Linked DNA regions of Sus scrofa: regions 2 and 3 are each linked to region 1. A link is a contact called in public HiChIP or PLAC-seq and promoter capture Hi-C data. All regions are on one chromosome and are shown on one strand. Each heading gives the region's core, a stretch centred on a gene start, on an enhancer-like site or on the middle of the called end of the contact. The rest is flanking DNA. Distances are from core to core; before and after follow the strand shown.

The links. Promoter capture Hi-C pulls out the DNA fragments that hold promoters and counts their contacts. HiChIP or PLAC-seq counts read pairs in DNA pulled down with a chosen protein or histone mark.
Region 2: a promoter capture Hi-C map of liver shows a contact between it and region 1, with 3 times the contacts expected there. The contact joins the promoter of LOC106504991 here to the promoter of ORC5 in region 1. A contact is called at or near these places in 1 of 5 promoter capture datasets (liver) and 1 of 2 datasets of contacts at active chromatin or transcription factors (skeletal muscle).
Region 3: an H3K27ac HiChIP or PLAC-seq map of alveolar macrophages shows a contact between it and region 1. The contact joins the enhancer-like site here to the promoter of ORC5 in region 1. A contact is called at or near these places in 18 of 47 Hi-C or Micro-C datasets (alveolar macrophages, brain, embryonic fibroblasts and 12 more) and 2 of 2 datasets of contacts at active chromatin or transcription factors (alveolar macrophages and skeletal muscle).

The regions. Positions count from the first base shown.
Region 1 is chr9:104,165,033-104,168,105 of Sscrofa11.1, reverse strand. It overlaps ORC5 (origin recognition complex subunit 5), which reads left to right and starts at 1,576. Exons shown (of 17, transcript XR_002335901.1): 1 at 1,576-1,788.
Region 2 is chr9:104,911,217-104,914,289 of Sscrofa11.1, reverse strand. LOC106504991 reads left to right here and starts at 1,485. Exons shown (of 3, transcript XM_013979822.2): 1 at 1,485-1,790; 2 at 2,096-2,719. The coding sequence starts at 1,485. The region is part of intron 1 of KMT2E (histone-lysine N-methyltransferase 2E); the gene reads right to left.
Region 3 is chr9:104,789,361-104,792,433 of Sscrofa11.1, reverse strand. All of the region lies in intron 3 of LHFPL3 (lipoma HMGIC fusion partner-like 3 protein), which reads right to left. Among named protein-coding and RNA genes, the nearest start is that of KMT2E, 85 kb to the left of the region's middle. Within about 2 kb of position 1,678, at least 1 of the 83 cell types and tissues checked has an H3K27ac peak or open chromatin away from gene starts, as enhancers often do. A contact at or near this core is called in alveolar macrophages, where this site is marked.

The sequences.
Region 1 (3,073 bases), core at 327-2,826:
TATTGCGTTATGGCTCTTACTCTTGATAAAATAGGTAAGTATTTTAATCACTTAACATCCCTGGTTGTTTCCAAACATGATTACTATGAAAACTAATCAATGTGAGTACAGTGGCCCCTCGCTGTTCATGAGGATTGACTCCGCAGATGCTCAAGTCTCATAAAAAGATGATGTATTTGTGTATAACTGATGCACATCCTCCCATATATTTTAAGTCACTTCTAGATTACTTATAATATCTAATACTATGTAAATGCTATGTAAATAGCTGCCAGAACAGAGTCACAAGAAGTTGGAGCAGGCTCAGCATGGTCCAGAGAAAGCAAGGAGGCCAGGGAGGCTGAACGTGAGCTTAAAGACGAGAAGCACAAGGTGAGAAGCTTCCCTTAGGAAGAAACACTGAAAGATTTGATGGATGGTCCCACTGTACCCTTTATAATTGTCTTAAAGGACTTAACTGCACTTGAATTGGTTAAAATTTGATTTTGACTAGCTGGTAAGTTAGACACCATGACTATCAAAAGATCTTTTTGGCTATTACAAACACAAGATTCTGATTATGATGCCCATGACTTAAATCATTGTACATCAGGCACTAAGTATATAATCTTTTACCCCTAGCAATAACTCAGCTATTATTATCACTCTTTTATAGAAAAGGAAGTTAATTTTCAAAATGAATGGGTCAACAATTCTTTCAAGATCTCTTTGGAAGTAGTTGAGTCAGTGGCCCAACCCAACAGCTTCAAATCCTGTTTTCATCATACATTTCTTTCTACATGTCTTTTTCCTTTCGGCTGCATCCAGTAGCACCTGCGTAAGTTTCCAGGCCAGGGACTGAACCCGACTCACAATGATAACCCCAATCCTTAGCCGGAAATGCCTAACCAGGGAACGCCTCTGAATCTTTTTGTTTCCAGAATCTTCTAGAGTGTTTGGTTTCCAGTAGGTAATTCCACAAATAAATGGAAAGCCTTATGCTAAAAGCAGCATTGTTTTTCACTCTTGTCTCCCTCACCCACTTACAAAGGGACTTCCTCCCATTAGGAGGAAAGGCTTTTTTTCCAGATCTGTTTTGTAGCTTGCACTGAGTAATAATTCCAAGCTGTTTCTTCAACTCTATCGGTCTTTTTTACACCAAACGCCATTAATTTCCCACACTCTCATCAGGGGGAAAAAACCCAGCTTTTGAGACTACCGGTCTTCTGAGCCCGCTTTCGGCCTGCCCCTCTAAGAAGGCGGGTCTACCTCCGCGACCGCCTTCCCCTCCTCGGTGGGGCTACGTGACAAAGCTCCCAGGGCTTAAAAGTTTCTAAATTTGGGGCCGCAAAGCAGGAAAACCAAAGGCACAGGTTCGTTGTTCACTGGGAGCCCACAGGGTTCCTGAGCTCCTTCCGCCGCTTTCTGTTCGCACATCCCCGCACTGTCCTCGCGACCAACGGGTGGCAAGACGCCGCACCCGAGAAGCCCAGCGCAACGAAGCAGGTTCTGCAACACCATTCTGCCCGGTGGCGCAAAACATCAACGCCCAGCGCTTGGCGCTGGGAAGACTACGGCGTTGCCGACGGGCCTTTTGCGCGCTGACGTCATGGCGACGCACGGCCACGCCAGCTCCTCCCACAAGCCCGCGAGTCTGGTTTCCGGCGGGAGCGCTGAGACCCTTGCGCAGACAGGGAGGGGGGCTGCAGGCCGCTTTGTTTGCTCGTGCTCGCCAGAATGCCTCACCTGGAAAACATAGTGCTTTGTCGCGAGTCCCAAGTGTCCACGTTGCAGTCCCTGTTTGGAGAGGTATTGTGGTCCAACTCTCTTTTCCAGATTCCGGAGGCAAACAATTCTGTGGTCCGGCGACATGTTCCAATTTTTAAATTTTTGTTGGAGTGGGGCGGGGGGGGGGGGCCCTCTAGACCATCTTTTGCATGGGAGAGGGGATGTTGTAGGTCAACCCCACTTCTCACTCAGATAACTTCTGAGAAGTCTCTTTTGAGGAAAACTGCCCAGGAAGGACCGGCCTGCATTAGAGCTCGCTGGCACCAACGTGTTATTTTTTACACATGCTACAGCTTTGAGAGGGTGTTAGTCCAGAGTAGCTACTCGAAGTTGCTTCCTACCCCACTGAACAGGGTTTTATACAACAGAAGTGTTTGCGTAGTGTCTTGTAAAAAGGACATTCGTAACCTGGTGGCTGGAATGTAATAATCTTTGTGATTATGGTTGACCTTTGGATCACATGAAGTTAGGGGGTCCTGACCCTCTGTGGCCTGGAAAATCGGCATGTAACTTTTGACTCCCTCCAAATTTAAGTATTGATAGCCTTACTGATAAACAGTTCACACATATTTTGCATGTTATTTGTGTTACACTCTGTATTCTTATAATAAGGTAAAGGAAATGTTAAGGAAATTATAAGCAAAAGAAATACATTTACAGTACTCCGCTGTATTTATCAATACCCTGAGTTTACATTGTCTGTTTATAAAATGAATTGTCTGTCAGTACCTACGTCATTCCTGTCTTAATAATACAAAACACTGGAGTAGTTATACGTATTACTAAAACTCAACATCAAAAATGAAAAGGTGGAGTTCCCGTCGTGGCGCAGTGGTTAACGAATCCGACTAGGAACCACGAGGTTGCGGGTTCGGTCCCTGCCCTTGCTCAGTGGGTTAACGATCCGGCGTTGCCGTGAGCTGTGGTGTAGGTTGCAGACTCGGCTCGGATCCCGCGTCACTCTGGCTCTGGTGTAGGCCGGAGACTACAGCTCCGATTCGACCCCTAGCCTGGGAACCTCCATATGCTGTGGGAGCGGCCCAAAGAAATAGCAAAAAGACAAAATAAATAAATAAATAAATAAAAAATGAAAAGGTGATGTGAAAAAAAATTTTATACTTGCAGGTATAATGATTCATGCATTGATAACAAAGCAGCAACAATATGACTGCTTTATGTAGCCTACTGTAATGGATAGGATTGCTTCCTGGTAACCTACTTATATACTCATAAATGAATTGTTATAAAGTTTTTGGCATACAGTATTACCCTCATATTTACAATACAGTGTTGGAGACACATTGTT
Region 2 (3,073 bases), core at 236-2,735, 750 kb before region 1:
TCCCACCACAGAGATGAATTCTAATCATTCACACTTTTTAAAATAAAGTTAAATGACACCATTTAATTTTCTGCCCCAATCTGTAAGATTCTGATATAAGCACAAAATGGATTCAAGACCCTATTATTGATATGGTTTTAATTTAAAGTCTACTAAAACAGACTAAATCCCACATCCCATAACAGGTGGGATAAATGGGCATGTTTGGGAAGGAAAAAAAATTAAGAACTACAGCCTCACTTTTTTACTTACAGAATTCTGACAGCATGCTAGAAGACAATTTCAAAGGGCAACAAAGCATGGAACTCCACTTTATCAAATTCACAATTAATTAATCTAAGGAATTCCTAAGGAATGCTTTAATATATGGGAAAAATGGATGCAAAATATAATAGTGAGAACAAGTATCTCCACACCCAGTGAAGTAACAGGTTTAGGCTTGTTTGTACAGCTCCCTAAAAATTAAACTCAAAGAGTACAAAAACCAAAATTCAAAAAACTGGTCAAGAGTTGGATGGGAAACGTTCCACTCCAGATTAAAACGTTTAATCATACAAAATAGTGTAATACTTTACACTTGCTAAATATTTTAATTTACTTTGTTACTGAATAATAGACGCTTGGGCTAAACCAAACAGAAACTGTTTTTTGTCCCCAAATAATTTTTTTAAAAATATTCAAGAACACCCAGCCTCATTACTGAAATTTCTAAGGCTACCTGAGTGTTTTTATTTTTTTCAAAAGTGGTGTCATTTCATTTGCCTCTCAGGAAAAACCCATAAAATTAATCAACTAAAACACAGCATTGTAATTTGCAGTAAAATCAACACACTTGTGTAAACGGATTGGGGAAGAAAAAAAAAAACAAAAACCAGTCTTTTCATGTAAACATAATAAGCCTGTAATATGCTGCAGACAAACGCACTGCATGGGGTGTGGAGGACCCGAGCTGATTAGATTACCACAACATCAGCCTGGGGCCGCCATTTTTAGAATCTGTAAAGGACAAAAGAGGGAAATTTCACTTTTTACTGCCCATCTCTGAGATTCAAGGAAAAAACGGACTGTCTGCCAATTAGGTACTGATGTCTCCAGTCCAGAGTTGAATGCACCTCACTTAATTCTCTCCAAGGTCTCCAGAACTCCAAATACCTTACGCTATTCACATCTCTAAAAAGGGGGGGAAATGGGCAAAACGGGGTTTACTCTAAAGCTAACTCCAGCGATTTCCCTTCGACTTTAAACTGTATCGTTCTTGAGACAGAGTCTGGCAAGAACGGATCTCTACCGAACGGAGGCCGGTGGAAGAGAGCCCTCCGGATTGTTTTCTCTCTCCCCCTCCCCCGTTTAGCACAGTGAACCGTTTGTTTCTCTTCTGTGCCTGCTGCCACAGTGTTTGTGCCAATCCCTTGGTCAAAATCAGCTTTCCTGAAATGTGCCATATTGTGGCTTCTAAGCCTCCGGTACAGTAAAGGACGGCGATAATGCAAGAGGAGTGGGGGAGGAGACTGAGAAGGCTGGGTACTGGGGTGACCACCTCAGGGGCGGGTTTACCCTCTCCCGGGGAAGATGAGGAGCGGTCTCGTTCTCCCACAAAGGGAGAGACCCAGGGCGTTCTTTCCACCCCCTTTGCATTTATGAGAAAATTAAGCCACAGACTGCCCGGCAAGAATGGAAGTAGCAGAAGAAAATGGGGCCTATACGGGTTCCCAGCACCTGAACAAGATGCGGCAGAGGAAAGGGAGAGCTGGCAGCTCCTGGGACCTCTTCGAGCACAAACCCCACTAACAGTCAGAAGCCTCCCTCCTCACCCAAGCGGCCCTAACCCGCTGCCGGCGAGGAGTGCGCCCCCTCCCTAACTCCCACTCTCTAGGGGGTTTAACTGCCAGTTTCCCCCTTCCCCAACCCTAAAACCCGCCATAATGCTCCCTTTCTAGGGACAGGGAGGAAAAAGAATAAATTCGATTCAAACGAGCAACGTCTTGCCCCCGCCAAGACACCTGAGAGCCAACGTCGATTCCCCCCCGCCCCCCCGGAAGGATAAAGATGAGAAAGCCCCCTCCCCCTGGAAACACACGTCTCTCCATCCCGCAAGCCCCATGAACTCCCAAGGAGACGACAGGCACTGACCTGCGATGTTCACACACCAGACACCCGAACCCCGTTATGTGCTCGACCCCCAAGGAGTCTCTCCACACCTCCGCGGTCAGGCGACCCCCCGATAGCAGCCACTGCGGACACAGGACCCGGCTCCACACACCCCTCCCCAAACAGCAGCGCGAAGCCTCTTCACCAGCAACCGAGGAGTAGGGGAGGGGGCACCGAAGCAGTCAGCAGGAACGCAGAGGCGACGGCGAGGCTGCTCAGAGTGTCTATGCCCCCTCTGTTGCCGCTCCCGACTCCGGCACGGTCTCCGACTCGGCCCCCTGCGCCCGCTCAGTGTCACTGCCGCTCGCTCTGGGAAAATGGCGGCGACGGCGGCGGCGGCCGCGGCGGCGGCGGCGGCGGCGGCCGCGGCGGCGGCAAGTGCACGGGGCCCGCCCGCCCCGCTCCGCAGGGGCAGAGGGGGAGGGGACGAAGCTGCCTGCCGCCATTTTGCTTGTGGGCTGCTGCCCGCCGTTGCCTCTCCAGGGAGGCTCGAAGACGGCCAACTGGAGGCAGAGAGGTGGACAGAGTCTCCGTCTGTTTCACAACAGATGCATTCAACAATTCACTGAAGGTTTGGGGAAGTTTCGGAATTTGGTGGGATTGGTTCTTTATCCCTTTTCCCTGAGTAGCCCTCAAGTCTGGATATCGGTGAGCTCGCGCGCGCGCGCCACTACTGGGTGGAAGGATACTGATCCTAGGCCTTGGGAAAGACCCTTCCCTCTCCCTTCGTCCTCCCAAAAGGATGCGCTCTCTCCCACTCCCCAAACCACCTCTGTCCCAGCCTTCCCCTCCCCCTCCCAAGTCTAGCCTCCAGCGCTGGATGAACTCAGTTGGGGTGTCACTCGACGCCCACTAGGGGCTGAGGAAGCTCCAGTGCGCAGGCTCCGAGCACCGGATAAAAGCGGAGCTGGCGAGTCCAGCGCCG
Region 3 (3,073 bases), core at 429-2,928, 620 kb before region 1:
GAATGTGTACATGTATGTGTCACTGGGTCACCATGCTGTACAGTAGAAAAAAATAATGTATTGGGGAAATAAAAAATAAAAAATAAATAAAAAATTAAAAAATAAACTTTTATTAAATCACTAATGGTTTTTTTTTCTGTGGCTATAAGAATGATGTTGGCTTTTCAACTTTAATGGGATATATGATGAGTTTAGTTCTAGGCAGGTACACATAATCAAAAATTTTGGTGGTGGAAGATATTTTAAAAGAGGAAGCTGGAATTTCCATTGCTATATCCACTGATCTTGGAAATTTCCCCTAGTTACCTCCTTCCCTTCCTTTCCATGTTCTGCAACTTAGAGAGTTGGAGAGTTCCTCACTGGCTTGGGTTGAAGAGCATCCTGTAGTTATCCAGCTATATGACACTCTGCACAGCTTTTTGTCCCTCACAAACTTGGTAAGCTCATATCTCTATCTGAATCATTGTTGAGAATGTCAAACCAGGCAGAATTAAGGGTAAATCCCTGAGGTTTGCCCATGTGAGGTGCTACAGGGACAGCCTGGTCAGGTCTATGCCATCATGCCCAAAGGAATTTGGAAATGAATCTTGGATGGAACATGTAGACTAGAGATTTTGACATGTGAATCATTATGATTTGGGAGTCAATGAGAGGTAATATGATGGAAGCAGATAATATAGAGAAGAGAGGTAATACAGAGAAGAGCAGAGGATAAAGGTCAGAAACTTGTAAAGGGAAGACAATCTAAAGGAGGCAGAGAGGGGCAATCAAAGATGTACGCTGGGAACCAGGAGAGTCTAGGTCATGCTCGTCACGAGAGGAAATGGCTTCAAGAAGGTCAAGTAAGGTTGCAGAGAAACCCTGAGATAAAAGGTCGTGTGTGTGTGTGTGTGTGTGTGTGTGTGTGTGTGTGTGTGTGTGTGTCTGGGAGGGAGGGAAAAGGATTAGAAGCAAGATTAAATGCCAGTCCAACTCTGAATAGAGGCACTGGTTATGCTTTTTCTCTTAAGCTAAGTGGCAAGTAAACATGTGTTTATCACATTCTTTTTGTTTGTTTGTTTATTTTCTTTTTTTGGCTGTACCCGTGGCCCATGGAAGTTCCCTGGCCAGGGATCGAATTTGAGCTGTGTCTGTGCCCTACACCACAGCATGGCAATGCTGGATCCTTGACCCACTGTGCTGGGCCTCTGATGGTACAGGCAATGCCATAGAGACAAGCCAGATCATTAACCCACTGTAGGAATTCCCTATCATATTCTTTTTTGAATGCAGGAAATATTCCTAATAATTTTTTTGCAAGAACAGTGAATAGACAGTGGAGAAGCCTTCATAGCAGGAAGTAGCCTGGGACACAGCTAGAATTGACCAACTTGTTTTAACTAGATTTTAACTGCCACAGAAACTGCTATGCAGTGATGATTACAAACCACATGCCCCATCTCTCTCCTGCAAAACCTTCAGCCAGAAACTCCCCTGCTCCTCTTGGGCCTAGCTTTGCTTTTTATTATCAGGGATGGCACTGAGGAGACCAGTTTTGGGAGCACAGGATGTTTTAACAGCATTCAGGAAGGAGGAAAAGACTTTCAAATAGTGAAAGGTGTTAAAAATGATAGTTCCCCAGATTGCATGACATGCCCATAGGAGAAGTTTGGCTTGAGTAAGAACTCAAACTGGCTGTTATTCTGACATCATGATAATGCAAGGGAGTTGGAAACTACTTCCCCTGGAGAATTTGAGGAAGGCAAAAGTGCAGCTAAATGTCCTCAAGGAAGCTGGGGGCGCTGAGTTTTAATTCTGGACTTTCTATGGGACTCAACGTCATGGCAATCAGGAGCTTCTTGACACATGTTGACTCATTTTGTACCTCCAGAGCCTGGCATACATGTGTGTTTCATGGATTTAATACACAATGTATCACCATTGAAATAGAAATTGGGTGGCCACATGGTTGTTCAAAATATTCACATTTCACAGCGTCCGCTCTGATTCCTGCCTTATTAGGGAAAGGCAAACTTGCAGGGAAGTTGGCATAGTGGTGAATAAGAGCCTGCGTTCTGGAAGCTGACTGCTGAGAGTGAATCTCTGTTTCACTGCTGACAAGTGGAATAGCCCTGCTGAGCTACCACGTCCTCATCTGTAAAATGGGACAACATACTTGTACCTATTTCGTAGGTGCAGAAGAAATGAGATAATACAGGCAAAGCCCCCGACACACAGCAGAATCACAATGATGCAAGGGAGTTGGGGGTCCCTTAGCTGTTATCATGATTTCCTTTTTCTTTTTTTGGCCACACCCAAGGCATGTGGAAATTTCTGGGCCAGGGATCGAACTGCACCACAGCAGCAACCTGAGGCGCTGCAGTAACAAAGCTGGATCCTTAACTCACTGAGCCACAAGAGAACTCTCCTGATTACCTTTTCCTAATCCTAAAGATTCATGTCTAAGCCCTCTCTTGCAGCCTGAGATTGTCTTAAGTCCTCCAAACATGCAGGGTGTCCCTGATCAGAGAAGCCGTAAGGGTGGGTTAACTTGCAGACCCTGGCACAATGCCCAGGTCACAGTGCATCCTCAGTGCATGAGGACTTGGGAGAAGGAGTTGTTGAGAGAGACCTGCTCTCAACCTCTGGGAATTACAAAGCATACAAATTAGTCTTACAGAGCAAGGGATTTAGATTCTCACGCATACAATGGAACCATTGAATTCTTAGGCTTTGAAAGTACAATAATTCACTGAAATTGATGAAAGTGTTTGGAGGTCAGTGGTTCTCAAATCTTATTACCTAAGAGTCTCCTGGTTAAACTAAAAAATTCCCAAAGAATCAGAATTGGTAGATCTGGGCAGAATTGGTAGATCTGGGCAGAAAGCAGACATCAGTATTTTTTTTTTTTTCCTTTGTATACCTGTTGCACTTGCAGCCTATGCAGGTTCCAAGGCTAGAGGTCAAATCAGTCTCAGCTGCCAGCCTACACCATAGCCACATTAAAGCCAGATCCAAGCCACATCTGTGATCTAAGAGCCTTCACTGAGAAACTCTATTGGTTACTTCAGAATGTGATGGCTGTTGCTCTAAG